2 separate regions of the Arachis hypogaea genome follow, and region 1 is linked to region 2. The links are chromatin contacts, called in public Hi-C maps. All regions are on one chromosome and are shown on one strand. Each heading gives the region's core, a stretch centred on a gene start, on an enhancer-like site or on the middle of the called end of the contact. The rest is flanking DNA. Distances are from core to core; before and after follow the strand shown. Region 1 has its middle 4.6 kb from the start of LOC112734926. Region 2 holds the start of LOC112734894.

Evidence for each region. A called contact is a pair of places that touch in the nucleus more often than the background predicts.
Region 1: a Hi-C map of leaf shows a contact between it and region 2, with 2.1 times the contacts expected there. The contact joins the enhancer-like site here to the promoter of LOC112734894 in region 2. A contact is called at or near these places in 3 of 8 Hi-C or Micro-C datasets (all in leaf).

Annotation. Positions count from the first base shown.
Region 1 is chr2:6,313,425-6,317,142 of arahy.Tifrunner.gnm2.J5K5, reverse strand. No RefSeq gene overlaps it. Among protein-coding and RNA genes, the nearest start is that of LOC112734926, 4.6 kb to the right of the region's middle. Within about 2 kb of position 2,087, at least 1 of the 3 cell types and tissues checked has open chromatin away from gene starts, as enhancers often do.
Region 2 is chr2:6,271,221-6,274,875 of arahy.Tifrunner.gnm2.J5K5, reverse strand. LOC112734894 reads left to right here and starts at 1,712. Exons shown (of 8, transcript XM_025784436.3): 1 at 1,712-1,957; 2 at 2,157-2,382; 3 at 2,515-2,579; 4 at 2,676-2,774; 5 at 3,155-3,224; 6 at 3,311-3,382. The coding sequence starts at 2,182. LOC112734919 (a long non-coding RNA gene) reads left to right here. Exons shown (of 2, transcript XR_003168465.3): 2 at 1-121.

The DNA.
Region 1 (3,718 bases), core at 838-3,337, 42 kb before region 2:
GGGTTTTAGGGTTTTGGAATTGGAGTTTGACGTTAAAATTTTTATTAAATTTCTTTCAATCTCTTAAGTGAGTATGAAAAAATTATGTCATTTGAAGCCTAGTTCATTGATCATTTTTTTTGACTTTTTTATTTTTATAAACTAAATAAAATACAAATATTCTCTAGTTAAAAATAGACAAAGTTCATATGTAAAATAATATGAATATGGTTATTTGTATTGGTTTTGCACATGCATTTCAAATTTTAAATTATTACTTTTTAATTTAAAAATTTTATATTGTTATTTTTTTAAAATTTTATATCGTTATTTTAATTTATATTTTTTATAATTAATAAATTTTCATGACATATTACTGTAATTAATAAAATTAATTTAACGTAATAATTAATTTCTCATATTATATTAGTATAATTAATAAGATTATTTTAAAAAAAAACTTTTAATTTCTAAGATTATATTACTATAATTAATAAAATTACTATAAAAATAACTAATTTTCTAAATCATCTAAAAAAGTACTAATTTCACATGACATCTTAATTAATAAAATTATTCTTCATATCATTTAACTATAGTCAGTAAAATTAATATAACAAAATTACTAATTATATATATATAATATTAATTAAATTAATCTAAAAATTACTAATTTAGAGTTTAGGATTCAGGATTTATGAGATTTTTATTTATTTTTTCATGTTATCTTCTTGAATTTTTTTATGTGTACTCTTTGTTCTTTCTCTATACTCTATATCTATACTAACTTTTATAGTATCTTACTATAATTAATACTCTATATAATTAATAATTTTTCATAACATATTACTATAGTTGATGAAATTAATTTAACATAATTATTAATTTCTTATATCATATTAATATGATTAATAAAATTACTTTAAAAATTTACTAATTTATCAGATCTATTACTATAATTTATAAAATTATTAAAAAAGAACTAATTTTCTAAATTATATTACTATAATTTATAAATTTATTCTAAAAAATTACTAATTTTACATGATATCTTACTATAATTAATAAAATTATTTTTGATATTATTTAACTATAATTAATAAAATTAACGTATCAAAATCACTAATTTTCAATATATATTACTATAATTAATTAAGTTATTTCAAATATTACTAATTTTAGAATATCTTATTTTAAAAGAAAATTGAACTGAATTATTTAACTCATAATAATTGGTTTTTTTTGTGACTAACTCATAATAATTGGTTTAGAATATATAATTAATTTTTGTTGGTGACTCGAATATAGAATTAATTTAAAATGTAAATTTTATTTATTATTTATTTTTTCTTTTCATAAAATGTTTCATCTTTCTCAAAACTCCAACAAATAATGACCAATTGATAAATCTAACCAACCTTATATTTTCGCTTTTTGTTTAACAAAAAATTAAAAATCGTAAATTGTAATAATCGAGAAGATCTTGTTGTGAAACTCACGCTCTCTATAAAGTTGTTGTGGAGTCCAGAGTTTCACTGAGTCCTCGCAGAGGAAGAAAGATGCCGGAGAAAACGGTGCCAAAGCCGCCATGCCCACACTCTGTGCTTTCATCGGAGTTGAAGTACGATCCTCTTTTACTTTGGTTTGATGCCTCCACTCCGACGTTTAATAATGTGCAAAATAATACAATAAAAAATATTTTATTCAATAAAAATTTTATCAATTTTAAATTAATTAAAATATCTAATTTTTTATTTTTTGATATAATACCACCAAACATTTTAAATTTAACAACAATAACCATCATAAAAGTAATATTTATAAAATTATCCACTGACACAAAAATTGTATAAAATATTAACTAGCCAATCATATGAAATTAAATTCAGAAAAATCTTTACTGTTAGATTAAAAAACTTACAATAATCTAATAGTTTCTCATTAAAAATGCTCATCGATCAACCAAATATTTTTTTGGCACTTCAATGTGCAAACACGTTTGGCATATTGAATCCGTCCCCCATTTTCATGATATATAACTCTGTACAACTATCTCTGAATTTGAAAACGCGTTTGTATAGCAGTTTTTTTATTTTATCCAAGTATCATCGGTCAGTGGGAGATTTGCACAACAAACTCGATATAATTAAAGAATATAGACAATAACTTGGTCCACAGGATCAAAAGTGATCCACAGAATCAGAAATTCTATTTTTTAATTTATTTTTATTTATTCATTTATTTCATATGAAATTGAAAGAGACTATTATTAAAATAATGGTGACTAAAAAGAAACTTACTGATTACACATCTTAATCTTTTTCACCAATTCATGGGTTCAAAATATGACTTGAAAAAATTATATTGGTCAACAATACTTTCATGTTAACCATTTGATTAAAATATTTTTTATTTAATCTTTTTTTTAAAAAATATTAATCTTCTGTAAGTTTTTTTTATTAGCATTACTTTTGAATTATTAGCTTCATAATCGCTATGCTTTCTTCTATGTACACATGTAAAGGTTATTGATCTCTTCACAAAAAGTCTAGTACATTTTATATTTAAAAGATTATTATATTTATTTAAAATTAATTAAATTAATTTTCAAATTTTTTAATTAATTTTGTTTTTTAAAAATCTTAATTTAGTTATATTAATTTTTCTGTTAATTTTATAACTGATGCATCAAAATTTATTGATATTAAATAATGTCATACTGACTACAAGACATTCGTAACCGTTAAAATAATCTGAAATTAAAAAAAAATTAAAATATTATTAATTTGTCAAATTAGATAATTATTTGTTCAAAAAATTCAAATATTTATAAAATATAAATTATATATTAAATATCGCATAACACGCAACTATAATATATATATATATATATGATCCTAACAAAGTATAAACATTTAGTTTTATTTTTTAAAAAAATATATACACAAATATATATCTACTTTAATTGTTAGTTTATTAGAACCAACGTAAGAATGACGATATTTTAATGTTATCTCAGAATGTTTTACATCTAAATAATTAATACTATTTTTTTCAAAGGTAAAAATTTCATTAAGTGAAACTTAAAAGTTTGAGTTCACAGTGGACTCCACACAAAAATAAAAATAAAATATTCCATAATTTGATATGATATCACTTAAAAGAAAAAGTTTAAAAAAATGAAAGAAAATAAACTTAACGAGAGAGATTAGCGTGGTCTTCAAGAAACTTTATCTTTATTCTCTTTTTGGTGCTTGAAAATTATTTTTTTAACTTAATTGCTATCTCTAAAATCTGCTGATGGCCAATTCTATTTCCATAAATAAATAAATATATAAAATGTGTATTTATACAAAAGAAAAATAAATAATATATATGTATTCTCATATATATGAAAATGACAAAGCTTCTAGTTTTATTTGCATGAACTTACATCCTAAGTATATAAAATTCTACATAATTAGAATAACTTTTTTAAGGCAACCCATGAAAATTAATATTTAGTTTTGCCTATCTGTAGCTTTGTTTTTCCTTCAATAAAGTAAAAATCTAAATTTGTTAGATTGTTTAAATTGAAATTTATTACACTTTTTATAAATTGATATATGTTATTATTTCTCCATAAATCGAATAATCTGTCACCATTTACAAGATAAAATTTGCAAACATAAAAACTCAAGAGAAGTTTAAATTTAATTATGTTAGACAAATACAACTTTCTTGAGGTAAAAAGCCTGTT
Region 2 (3,655 bases), core at 463-2,962:
TTTTTCTCTCTTTATTTAAATTGAGAAAATATTTTGTATTAGTAACGAATTTATTATATATTTTTGTAATATTAGTTATGTTTAAGAATTAATACTTAATTTTTGTTAGTGTGTTTGTGAAGACATATTTTTAAACTTTTAATTTTAAGCTTATTTTTTTATAATTTGATATTTATATTTAATTAGATCGGGTTAACTGGTTTAATTAGTGATCTACTGGTTGAACCAATGACCTAGTAGTGCGACCAGGTTGATTATCGGTTCGATTCTGATAACTATACTTTTTTGAATATTTCAACCGAGGAAGGAAAATGGCAAAAGAACAACAACAACAACATAGGAAAGAGCAAAAAGAGTGTACCCAAGGTTCCATGATTTTTTTGTCTGTAAACTTGAACATGGACCTTGAAAATCTTTAAAAAAATTGGTCGGTTAAGTCGGTTCACCGGTTAACCGATTTTTTGACCGATTTTTTGTTAAATGATTTTTAAGATCGACCGAACTGCTTCGGTGACCAATTTCCAGTTAACCCAATTGAATTGGTCGGTCCAATTCGATTTTTAAAACTATGCTATTTTCAATTCAGTTTAAGAATACTACCTCCCTTTTTTCTCCTCGACTCTTGTGACTTCTCCTCAAATTAAGTACTCGCCAAATTTTTTAGATACTTTATGCTTTGGTCATCATTCATTAGAAGTATCCAACTTGATTGTTACCTAAATTCATAATAGCTGTTGTTTTATCTTACAGGTAAGGCTTTGCTAGCAAATTAAAAACCACACACAAAGCACACAAAACAATAGCAATTTCCTCTTTTACTTCTACCCTCTAACTGAGATTCTGTTTTATATCAAACACTTTATTTATTATAAGAAAAATATTTTACTGTCGAAATAAATTACTAGAACAATAAAATATGCTGGCACCTATGTGACAATTGCTTTTGAAAAATATTATGTAGTCCATGCAGCACCATTCATATGTTATAAAAAAGGAAGTCATAAAGAGAGGTAAAAAAACTCATTTATCTTTTGAAAAACAACTAATCACCTAACAGAAAAATAATATTGTGCTCGGTGCACAATTCCAAGTAGGACCTTTAGATATTCTATATCCAGGGAGCTCTGAATAAAGATCAATAGCAAAACTGAAAGACCTAAAAGGAGGTCCAATTTGTTTCCAATGCATAATAATATTTCAAAATTTTGAATGTCAAAGCAAAATACCCAATCTAAAAGTGTAGTTAGAGAAAATGGCTGCATATAACAAGAAAATCAAATCTACATTATATGCATGTCACTACAAATGCATACTTAAGACAGGCAGAACAAAATAAATAGCCGAAGAATAATTCACATACATATTGATGTATTTTTGTTTATAATTTGCAAACCAAGAGGTTTAATTAACTAAATTACGTTCAATTTAATCAAAATAGGAGTAGATCACATTAATAATAATTTATACATGATAATTTAGACAACTTTAAAAGGTATAATTGCAATAGTTAATTTCATTCAATAACTAAATACTATCTTTTTTGAATACTATAATGAGTAATTTTGTAACACATAGATGATAAATTTAAAATTATTGTATTCTGCCAGCAGACTAGACTAAGCTAAACGAATTTATGGGAAAAGAAAAAAAAAAAGTAAAAAAAGTAAAGATCCGTGTATTAGTACCCCGTCTACTCTACATATCCGACCGTTTTACACTTTTACCCCTCAATATCACACTCCGCCATAATCATCCAAATTCTCTCCCCCAAAAGTTCCTAACCCGTTTCCTATTTCATCGCCATCATCTTCATACTGAATACTGAAACAGCGAAACTACCTTCTTGTCCGTTTGTGAATGTGTAGTTTTTTCGTTCACTCTCTCCCCACAAAACGCATCGTTTTGACATCATCTCTTTCGTCATTCAAGCCTCATTCGTAATTTGCTTCTTTTCAGGGTAAAGAAAAGAAAAGAAAATTTAACTCCTTTTCAGTTCTTCTTCTTTAACACTACTATTTTTCTTTTTCTTTTTACTTTTTTTTCGAGTTTGACACTGAATATTCAAACTACGCAGATTCGGATTCTGCTTCATTTCACATCAAAGATTGTAACTTCACCGCCAAGACTGAACATTTCTCTGGTTGGAAACTTTCTAGGGTTCTTGCCGCCAAAAGAGTCAACATGAGAGCCAAATTGGTTGTGTTCCCAATACGAGGGAGAAACTGGTGCTTCAGCAGAGCCATTGATCATTCTCTTAAGAATTCAGCTACTTCTTCTTCTCATTCTCCTCCAACGTTCAAAGAACTGTGGAAGGGCGTTAATGTTGCTGATAAACCCTTTAATGCCAAAGCTGAGCTTCTTGCTGATTACTGTGGCAACAAGGTGCCTTTTTGTTGTTTCGATCATTGTATTAACTTTGTTTCTTTGTCAATTTCTGTTTCTTGGGTTGTCACATTCTTGTGTGTACTGTTTTCTTAACCAATTGCTTTATTTGGTTGTGGTTGCGGTTAATAGATGAATAAAGCTTGGATTGGTTTGGAAAAAGCACCGGATGGGTCTATCAAGAAGAAGATTCATGGGTTAGTTTTTTACATTGTTGGTTTTGAATGATAGTCTTTTAAAAGTGTTGATTACGCTATGCATAATATGCTCGAATGTGATTTGAGTTGTTGCAGGTGGGGGTCATGGCTTTTGTCACAGGTTAAGCCCTCCGAGATTTTCTTGAAATCTATATCGAATGAAGTCACTAGCGTCGAAGTCATTTACCCTTCAAGGTTGGTGCCGCAGCCTTGTTTTGATGCATACTTGCTTGGTTTCGGAATAGTTTAGTAGTTTACTACTCTTAATAGTAGATTCGCCTTCTATATATGTTTATTATGGGGTTGATATGTATGGCAATGTTGAGTTTGATTCCTGTGTATGAGCCTTTTAAGAGGTGCTTAGAAACCTTGCCTGATATATGACAATCTTGTTCGCCGAAGATTAAGACATATTGCTATGAGGTAATTCTCCCTCTAACACCTGTTTCCAAAAAAAGCAGCAAAAGGTTGATGGTGTTGGAACAATAATTTAATCTGGAATCTGTTAGTGTAGCTTCCAATTTAATTCTGTATTTAAATCTTCATTGTTATATGAACTATTGTCTCATTTACAGGGGAACAATTATCCACCGGAAATACTTGTATGCTACAGTTTCATTGATTCCATTTTCCTCTGCACTGATGGTATGTATGTGCTCGGTGGACTTGTGTTTGCTCTTTAATATCTATCTTGGGTTCAATTGATGGCCATTCTTAATTGTACATTGTAGGTTTTACCTTTGCCTAATGTCGCATTCTTCTGGGTTTCATTTCGGGCTTATTCTCATTGGAGAGCCCTTCAGGTTTGTACTACTATTAGATTTGCAATGCACTTATTCTCCCTCTATAATAATTTATGGTAATCTGTCTGTTTTGCTGCCACAATCAGAGATGTCTCTACTGCTCATGTTTGTCTTGGCTTTCTACTTTTATATGATAGTGCCATGTTTTATTGTCATGCGGCATGCGCAATCAGTGGATTTATTTATGCCTAGTATGTTTTGGAAGGGGCATCATTTGATTTGGAAGGACTTTGAAAATTGCTTTGTTCTTGATAGATGTTCACTTTCAATTAG